Regions from separate parts of the Mus musculus genome. Here regions 1 and 2 are each linked to region 3. A link is a contact called in public HiCAR-type and promoter capture Hi-C data. All regions are on one chromosome and are shown on one strand. The core of a region is the stretch at or near the end of the contact, and the rest is flanking DNA. Distances in the headings are between cores, read along the strand shown. Region 1 has its middle 33 kb from the start of A830029E22Rik. Region 2 holds the start of Tdo2 (tryptophan 2,3-dioxygenase). Region 3 holds the start of Gria2 (glutamate receptor, ionotropic, AMPA2 (alpha 2)).

Region 1 (2,945 bases), core at 168-2,667, 1.0 Mb before region 3:
ACCAGAGTGTGCAGTTTGTTCCTTTCTGGTGTTGAAATTTGAGTTGAGATTTTGTAAAAGCTCTATCAGTTTTGTCTTCAAGTATCATATTGGAACGGGTGAAGTTATCAAGTTTCACTCAATTTCCTCACCCAATACAGCTGACAAAAGTATGTACTTTAAAGTGAGACCTCCTGGGAAGGCATCTCAGTAGAGAGAATACCTGCTTTGCAAGTATAAGGACCAGAGTCCAGATCGCCACACCCTGTCTAAAACCCCAGACAAAGCAGCAAACACGTGTCACCGGAGAGATGACAGTTTGTGAAGTAGAGGCACTGGATCCCTGGAAACTTATTGTTACTTATTCGGCAAATTTCTAGGCCACCGAGAGACCTATCTCAAGTAAAAGGTGGACAGTGCCTAGGGAACCGAAGGCAATGTTGTCCTCTGACTGATATGCACATGGACACTTTTCTACGCATACACATGCATCGACACAAACACATCCACACACAAAGTAAAATTGTTCACGTGAGCCTTCATAGTCTGCAAATGTCCCCCGCTATTCTTTATGAGCTTTGGTCTGCCGTTTCTGGGTTTTGGCAGGGATTTGTGTGAAATAATTAGAAGACAGTAATAAGCAGTGAAGTCCATATACAAGCCGGGTGTGGGGCAGAGAAAGGGAACATCTTTAAGACACGCAAGAATCATATCCTGTCCTGCCTTGAACTGAGAAGAGTTTGTTTGGAGAGAGTGAGTGCAGAGGGTACATTTACAAGGCTGGTTTCAGAGTTAACATGATTATCAACACAGGTGATATAGCTCCTTGTGCAGCAGTCGGCTGTGCACTGACAGCCTGGTCCCCGGTTGAGCAAAGGTCTGGAACCCTGGTGACCAGATGGGTGGAGACTTCCACCTGCATGGGATGACAAATGTTCAGCCACGCCTCCTGGGTTCCTGTCTCCTGTGTGCTGTCTCACATAGCTACAGCCTCCTACAGCTCCCCACCCCACCCCCGCAGAGCAGCACCAAGCCCTCCCACATGCAAATAAGGTTTCCCCAAAGCTCTCATACCAAACCAACGAGAAGCATTTGTTTTCAGACCCTTACCCACACCAAAGCTGTATGTAAAAATCCTATCCGGAAGGATTAAAAGTGTAGGAGAACTACTCCATCGTCTGAGCCTTCTGTTCTGAGAGCTGTAACATTTTGGAAAAGGTCTGCTCTCCCCAAGTGCTGCCTAAAGCTCTGCTGCACTCCTCACTGCCTGGTCAGTCTGTTGTTGGCCCAGCCCTACTTGCAGGGCAGCAAGGAGAAATCTTTAAACCTAGAAGGCATGGCAGAGACAAGGTGGAGTCAACTGCAGCCGCAGAACTGGCAGAAGGGACTTCCCCTCCCTGCCTGCACTGCTTCCCCTCGCTGGAATTCTCACACCAGGCAGGGCCAGAGTTCTCCGTGCAAAGCCTCTGGTACACAGACCCACAGCTCCTCTCCAAGACTGTCTGGACATGAGGGGGGGGGGGGGAGGAGACTATTTGTCTCCCGCACTTTACCCTCATTTACATTTGATTTGTAGGGCTTGGCACGAGGAGTTAGTTCATATATCCTATAACATAAAATAAAGGTAGTAAAAGTTACCTTTATTTTTATTGTTCAAAAAATAAGTCTTGAAAATGCACAAGTTTTGCTTTGAATCAGAGCATGGTATTTCTGGATGATTAGTTTAATATATTCCATTAAGTTAAAATATTTTAATGAAGATTCATGGCAACCTACAAGGTTCTTTGAAACCATAGTTTTGAATCATTCACCTAAGGAACTTCCTATCCTACAGTTTGGTTTCCCAAAACATAAGCCTTATAAGTTGCTTTGAGTTGTTTACATTGTCATTTTATACAACCTTGCTTGTTTGCTTTTTGCTTGCCCATACCTGAGCTGAAAAATATATATCTTGCCATACTCCTTCACCAACGTCATATGATAAAATATTCTCCCATGCATAATAGCAGCTGGTTCTACAGGACACTTTTAAAATTAATAATTTTTGGATTAAAGTATAATTATATTATTTTCCTTTCCTCTTTCATCCTCTAACAACTCCCATCAACCTCTTTTCTCTCTCAAATCCATAGCTTCTTTTCCTTTAATTGTTTTTATATATTTTTATATTATATATTTATATATGTAATATAGGTTACAAATATGTTCTTATATGTATAAATATGTTTTTATATATGTTATAGGTAAAATTTACATCCATATTTATATATATAACGTAAATCCATATAAGTGAATTGTATTTATATCCAACTCAGTCCATATAATATTATTTGCATGCATGTGTAGGAGCTGTCATTTTAACTGGAAATAGGTCTAAACATGATTTTAGCCTTGAAAACTGTAAATGTTTTGTAGCTCATCCTCCATTCATGCTTGGACTTTATCTCTCTTGACCTTGTGCAGGTTGTCTGTGAACTGTGAATTCGTGTGTGCAATGGTGTTGTCAATAGATACAGTAATAAACTAACCTGTAAAGTCTTAACTCTTCAGTGATTAATGCCTCTCTAAACCCTCATCAGAGAAGCTCCCTTTTGATCCAGTAGATGGAGATTAATAAAGAGAAACCCACTACTATTAAACCTACAGTAAAGCAACCAACTCTAAATGACACATCAGTATCACTCAACCTCTCCCGAAGGCTCAGGGATCATTGCTGAAGAGGGGGAAGAAATTCTGTAAGACTGGGGATTAGGATCCCTGTAGTGAGGTGGTATTTGTTGCTTAGTTCTTTGTTTCTTTAGTGTGTCCTCTTTATTCTCTTCCCCTGCTCTTCTTTCTCCATCTCCTTGAGGTACTAAACAACTTGTACTCTTAGAAACACTCAGCATAGAGACCCAATATATATTGAAGTATTCAAACTTAACTTTGCTAAAATCAGTTTAATTTTCTAGTCTTCTCAGAATTTT
Region 2 (2,879 bases), core at 72-2,571, 1.2 Mb before region 3:
AGGGTGCTCCCCCACCTGCCCACCCACTCCTGCATCAATGCCCTAGTGTTCCCCTATCCTGGGTCATCAAGCCTCCTCAAGACCAATGGGCTCCCCTCCCAGTAATGCCAGATAAGGCAATCCTCTGCTACATATCTAGCTGGAGCCATGATACCTCCATGTGTACTCTTTAGTTGGTGGTTTAGTCCTTGGGAGCTTTAGGGGGTCTGGTTGGTTGATATTGGTGCTCTTCCTATGAAGTTGCAAACCCCTTCAGCTCCTACAGTCCTTGCCCTAACTTCTCCATTGGGGTCCCTACACTCAGTCCAATGTTTGAATCTGTACATCTGCATCTGTATTGGTCTGGCTCTGGCAGAGCCTCTCAGGGGACAACTATACTAGGCTCCTGTCAGCAAGCACTTCTTGGCATCAGCAATAATGTCTGGGTTTGATGTCAGCAGATGAGTTGCATCCCTAGGTGGGGCAGTCTCTTGATGACCTTTCTTTCAGTTTCTGCTCCACTTTTTCTCCCTGCATTTCGTTTTGAGAGGAGGAATTCTGGATTAATATTTTTGAGGTGGGTGGGTGGCCCTATCCCTTAGCTAGGGGCCATGCCTGTCCATTGGATATGGGGTCTACAGGTTCTATCTCCCCTTTGTTGGGTATTTGAGTTAATGTTCTCCCTTTTGGGTCCTGGGAACCTCTTGGGTCCCTGACATCTGGGACTTCCTAGTGGCTACTCCCAATTCCCCTTCCCCCACTGCTACACAGCTACTTTCAAACTCCTGACCCTCTGTACTTCTCCCCCATCTCCTCCCATATCTGAACTGCCCTTCCTTTTCCCTGCCCCTCCTCTCTCCCTTCTAGATCTCTCTCTCCCTCTACTTCCCAGAGATTATTCTTTTCCCCCTACTGAGTAGGGCTGACATTTCAATACTTGTTTCTCAGAAGTCAGGAGACTACACTACTGGGAGAAGTTAAACTTTTGCCTATAATGCCATTCTCTTTAAGGATTCTTATGCTAATAGAAAACTTTATTGGAATTAAGTAGTTAAGTGTAAATGTCTATGGACTTGGCCTCTATTGATTTATTTGATGTCTTCTATGTTGGATATAAAAGCTCAACTTGGCAAGTTAGAGGGTTTGGCACGCCCTGCTAGCAAACAAGCTGTGCCCCAACAAAAATCCACCCCCAAGTTACAGAGGCTCAGTTCTGAACCAGTACGAAATGAGATCCGGGCTAAGAGTGTAAGCTGGGTGCTGATTGGCTGTGTCTGGCAATCAGGATACATAAAAGGCAAGCACTAAAGTATCTGGGAAGGTTGATACCATTCCTGACCTAGCAAACCTGTGTGGTCCTGAGACACTTCAGTACTATGAGTGGGTGCCCGTTTGCAGGAAACAGTGTAGGGTGAGTGTTTATCTCTGTTTATATGGAAGGGAACTTTCCAGCCTTAGCCTATAAACAGTCAAATTCCTGGACTTAAAAGTTAATTCCTTGCTTCTTATTAGTCTGTTAATTTATTAATAAACCAGACAGAATTAGAAACAGAGTTGTACTTTCTTATTTTATGGGCACTCTGCTTTTGGTTTTTTTGTTTGTTTGTTTTAATTTTTTGTGTCATTCACTCAAAATGCAGATACACTTTGAAAAACGTATCTATGGAGGACAATGAAGAAGACAGAGCTCAAACTGGTGTAAACAGAGCCAGCAAAGGAGGACTTATCTATGGCAATTACTTGCAGGTAGGTGCTGGCAACCAACCCCTCGCTGGCTTTAGCTGCTGTCATCAGCCACTAAATTGTCTCTAAATGGTCTTTCACTTGACTGTATTTTTTTTTTTTCAATCACCAGTAGTTTTCTGAACCTTCGGACCTTTCTATTCGTAGATATCTGTGCCTATTCAAATCTGCTATGGCACGTTGAGTGGTGAAATGTTCCTTCCTAGAAGAGGCTCTGCAACAGCAGAAAGTTCTGTATCTGGACAGGAGATTGTGAAAGATAAAGCACAGGGCAGATAGCAGACGGGCTGTGCTCAGCACATGTGAAAAGATGGGGGTCAGAACCCCAAATCCCCATCGGAAATCTGCAAATTCCACATTACAATGTAGAAATGTTAAAGGTACACAGAACCTTCTCAAAACCATTAGGAAATAAAAGACAGCTTTCCATTGGGAATTGGGAGGTGATTATGGTTCGCTTTCAGATTAAAAATTTAAGGTGGGAAATGGTTAAAGTTCTCGTGCTTCTTTGGTAGTTTTGTAAGGATGAAGTGATAATGAATGTAAAACCCGCCAGAAGCCTTTGAGTAGGAGGAAAGAAAAGTATTGCAGACTTGAAGCAAACGGTTGGCTTCCCACCATACTGTCCTGAGAACACTGGCATTTGAGAGGACAGTGCTGTCTCACTGAGGATTTTGGAGAAGAACGGCAACTACAATTATTCTTAAAATCGCAAATTTAACCTACTTTTTGTTGTTGATGATGAAACTCATTTACTGTTTTTTTTTTTTTTTTTTTTAAAGACCGATCACAGTTTGAAAGGACTTGACTCAGGGGTACTTTTTCCAGAATTGTAGTCTGCTTCTTGTTAATGTCTGTGTGCACAACCCTAGAGCTGAAATCTTAAGATCCATCTTCTCATTTTCTTATTTAAAGTTGGAAAAGATTTTGAATGCGCAAGAACTTCAGAGTGAAGTAAAAGGGAACAAAATCCATGACGAGCACCTATTCATCATAACTCATCAAGGTGAGCTTTGAGGGTGAGCAACGAGGAGTGAGTGTTGCAATTATCCGTCACCAATAGTGCAAATGTGTCTTTATCTGTAAGGTCATAAAAGACTGAGAAACTGTCCATAGATACTCATGAGAATATTTTGTGTCACATAAAATTTCGCAGG
Region 3 (2,727 bases), core at 76-2,575:
GTTTTCCCTTTGATGCTGTCAGCTTCAATCTCCTGGCTCCTGGCAACAGATCTCTGAAATGAGACCTCTTTCATTTCTCTGTTTAAAACAAAACACATACAATTTGGTAAAGAATTTCTGAGGCTGCAGAGAGACTTGCCACGCAGGTATATAGAGATGGCTTGGCATGAAGTGGAGTTTTGAACATAGATTTCACAGGCATATACAATCATCGCTATGCTTTACCAAGCCCCTTCTCACAAACTTTAATTTTTAATGTATTCGTTACAATCCAGATACCCAAGCAGGCTCGGTGTAATGAGGTAACCTACTTCCTTGAGGCAGTGATTATTTTTGAAACTTAAGGCCATAATGTAATGGGGTATCTGGTTTGTAACTAAGAGTGATACATCCATTCTAGACTACTACCCCCCCCCCCCCCCCCGCAGAAACCTACGGTTCTTTCAATCTCTATACAAAACGGACATCTAAGAGCCAAGTCTACATGACTCTACAGCAGGGGGGAGTCTGCACTGTAGTACAAGAGCAATCCACAGGCAATGTGGCTTGAACAATCGAACCACTATCCAAAGGGGCATACTCTAAAGATGGATTCCTACACGAAGTCTTTCAAAGGTTTGATCGAGTTACCCGGGTCTTGGCATCCTTTTATAGTTAAGGATAGAATTTTGGGTTTCCCTGAGATTATGCTTGCATTATAGGAAGCTAAAGTTCACGATTTTGGGAGTTGTCCCTTCAGGGAGTATTTTGTTTGCTTTTTATCTGGGTCAGCTGAGGCAGAAGGCAGTGTGTGGATACTGCTAAGTGGATTTTGAGACAATCAAATCATATTCGTTGTGCTCAATGTAAAACAGGGCCCTACGGAAGAAAGCTTCGCCGCCAACAGCAATTAGCAGTTCGGCTTCCTAGGCATAGCAACCGGAAATCAGTTTTGCAGCATTTGGATCTGGCTGGAACATCTCTGCAGCTACAGTAAACCCTGCAACCTCAGCCCATAGCAGGGACCAAAGCGCTGTCCGCGGTGCTAAAATCGAATGCGCAAGACTGGAGGTCTCTAAGAGGCACCAGGCTGCCCGGCTCTGAGCCGCGCTTTCTCGGCACCGCGCAGAAGCTGCCAGGGCTGTGCGGGGTGCGGGGCGCTGTGCGGGGGAGGGGTGGGTGCGCGAGCTCGCCGCCTGCCTCGAGTCGCGCACGCGCGCCCGGGACTGCCTGCCCCTCTCTGTGACTTTCCTGTGTGTGTGCGTGTGTGTGTGTGTATGTGTGTGTATGTGTGTGCGCGCGCGTGTGAGAGAGGAGAGAGGGAGAAGAGAGCTCGAGAGAGGGTGATTGTGTGAGTGCACGGGAGGGTGCTGATATTCCCAGACACCGGGACCACAGCAGCAGCTCAGCTAAAAACTGCATTCAGCCAGTCCTCGGACTTCAGGAGCAGGGACAGGACGCAGGCATCAACAGCCACCAGCTAAACCTGGGAGATAAGGATTCTTCTGCCTTCACTTCGTGGTTTTAGCAGCTCCTTGCTAAATTTCGACCTCAAAATGCAGAGGATCTAATTTGCTGAGGAAAACGGTCAAAGAAGGAAAAGGAGGAAAGGGAAACGAGGGGATATTTTGTGGATGCTCTACTTTTCTTGGAAATGCAAAAGATTATGCATATTTCTGTCCTCCTTTCTCCTGTTTTATGGGGACTGATTTTTGGTGTCTCTTCTAACAGCATACAGATAGGTAGGTACCTTTTGTGTTATGCCTTTGAATTGTGCATAATTTGGTGGTAATCTTTGTTCACAGTGTGCAAATTAATTCATGTCATGTAGACTTATGTCATACCTTGACTGCATTCCAGATTGAAACTACCTAGAATATACATGATTTTCTTAGGCTGAAGCAAAAAGAAATGACTATGCCTTTTGACACAATAGAGGGGAAAGGATCTGTTCATTTCTGACCGGGTACTGCGTTACTTCTGCCTTGAAGGCATCTCCTAGTGTGCTCAGATTTTCAGGGAAATGATCGCAAAGCTCAAGATTAAAAGGGAGAATCTTTTTGGTCTTTAGACTCTCCCCCTTGCCTTGGATCCGTTGAGCACCTTTTGGATCCTTGCTGCCCAACTCACTGATTACGTTTATTATAGCGGGTAGTGTGAATAAGAGACTCTGGGGCTGTTGGGTGCTAGCATCCCACTCTTATCTCTCCAGGGCTCTGACATCGTTCTCTTGCTTGCTGTTTATTTTTGCAGGGGGGCTATTTCCAAGGGGCGCTGATCAAGAATACAGTGCATTTCGGGTAGGGATGGTTCAGTTTTCCACTTCGGAGTTCAGACTGACACCCCATATCGACAATTTGGAGGTAGCCAACAGTTTCGCAGTCACCAATGCTTGTAAGTAATGAATATTCATATCTTTCCAGTGCTGCACAGGGACACAGGGAAAGCAAGCCTGTGAATGCCAGTGAAGGATGGTGTGCCTGTGTGTGTGTGTGTGTGTGTGTGTGTGTGTGTGTGTGTGTGTGTGTGTGTGTGTTGCTGGCTTGTCATGTGTGGGTGGGAGTGACTGAACACGCGCGTGCGTGTGAAGGTACAGCGAGAAGGTGGCTGTAATCTTTGGGACCCCCACTGACCGGCGGGCAGTGAAGTGGGGACAAAAGGCACTGAACAGTATGCGCAGTATGTGCACCCTAGAATCTGGGGTAGGGGTTGGACTTGGACTGTTCTTTCGAATTCAGGGGGTTCTTG

Evidence for each region. Promoter capture Hi-C pulls out the DNA fragments that hold promoters and counts their contacts. HiCAR-type assays count read pairs that join an accessible place to other places.
Region 1: a promoter capture Hi-C map of hippocampal neurons shows a contact between it and region 3, with 5 times the contacts expected there. The contact joins the enhancer-like site here to the promoter of Gria2 in region 3. A contact is called at or near these places in 12 of 39 promoter capture datasets (the 3T3-L1 cell line, the SN4741 cell line, embryonic stem cells and 7 more) and 5 of 115 datasets of contacts at active chromatin or transcription factors (SST interneurons, astrocytes, embryonic forebrain and 2 more).
Region 2: a contact with region 3 is called in a HiCAR-type map of astrocytes, with 4 times the contacts expected there. The contact joins the promoter of Tdo2 here to the promoter of Gria2 in region 3. A contact is called at or near these places in 2 of 39 promoter capture datasets (cranial neural crest and hippocampal neurons), 1 of 115 datasets of contacts at active chromatin or transcription factors (astrocytes) and 1 of 9 other capture datasets (liver).

The regions. Positions count from the first base shown.
Region 1 is chr3:81,833,968-81,836,912 of GRCm38.p6, reverse strand. No RefSeq gene overlaps it. Among named protein-coding and RNA genes, the nearest start is that of A830029E22Rik, 33 kb to the right of the region's middle. Within about 2 kb of position 1,417, at least 56 of the 459 cell types and tissues checked have an H3K27ac peak or open chromatin away from gene starts, as enhancers often do. A contact at or near this core is called in embryonic stem cells, hippocampal neurons, neural tube and 1 more, where this site is marked.
Region 2 is chr3:81,974,170-81,977,048 of GRCm38.p6, reverse strand. Tdo2 (tryptophan 2,3-dioxygenase) reads left to right here and starts at 1,321. Exons shown (of 12, transcript NM_019911.2): 1 at 1,321-1,390; 2 at 1,620-1,725; 3 at 2,638-2,728. The coding sequence starts at 1,356.
Region 3 is chr3:80,801,291-80,804,017 of GRCm38.p6, reverse strand. It overlaps Gria2 (glutamate receptor, ionotropic, AMPA2 (alpha 2)), which reads left to right and starts at 1,325. Exons shown (of 16, transcript NM_013540.4): 1 at 1,325-1,721; 2 at 2,233-2,373. The coding sequence starts at 1,634.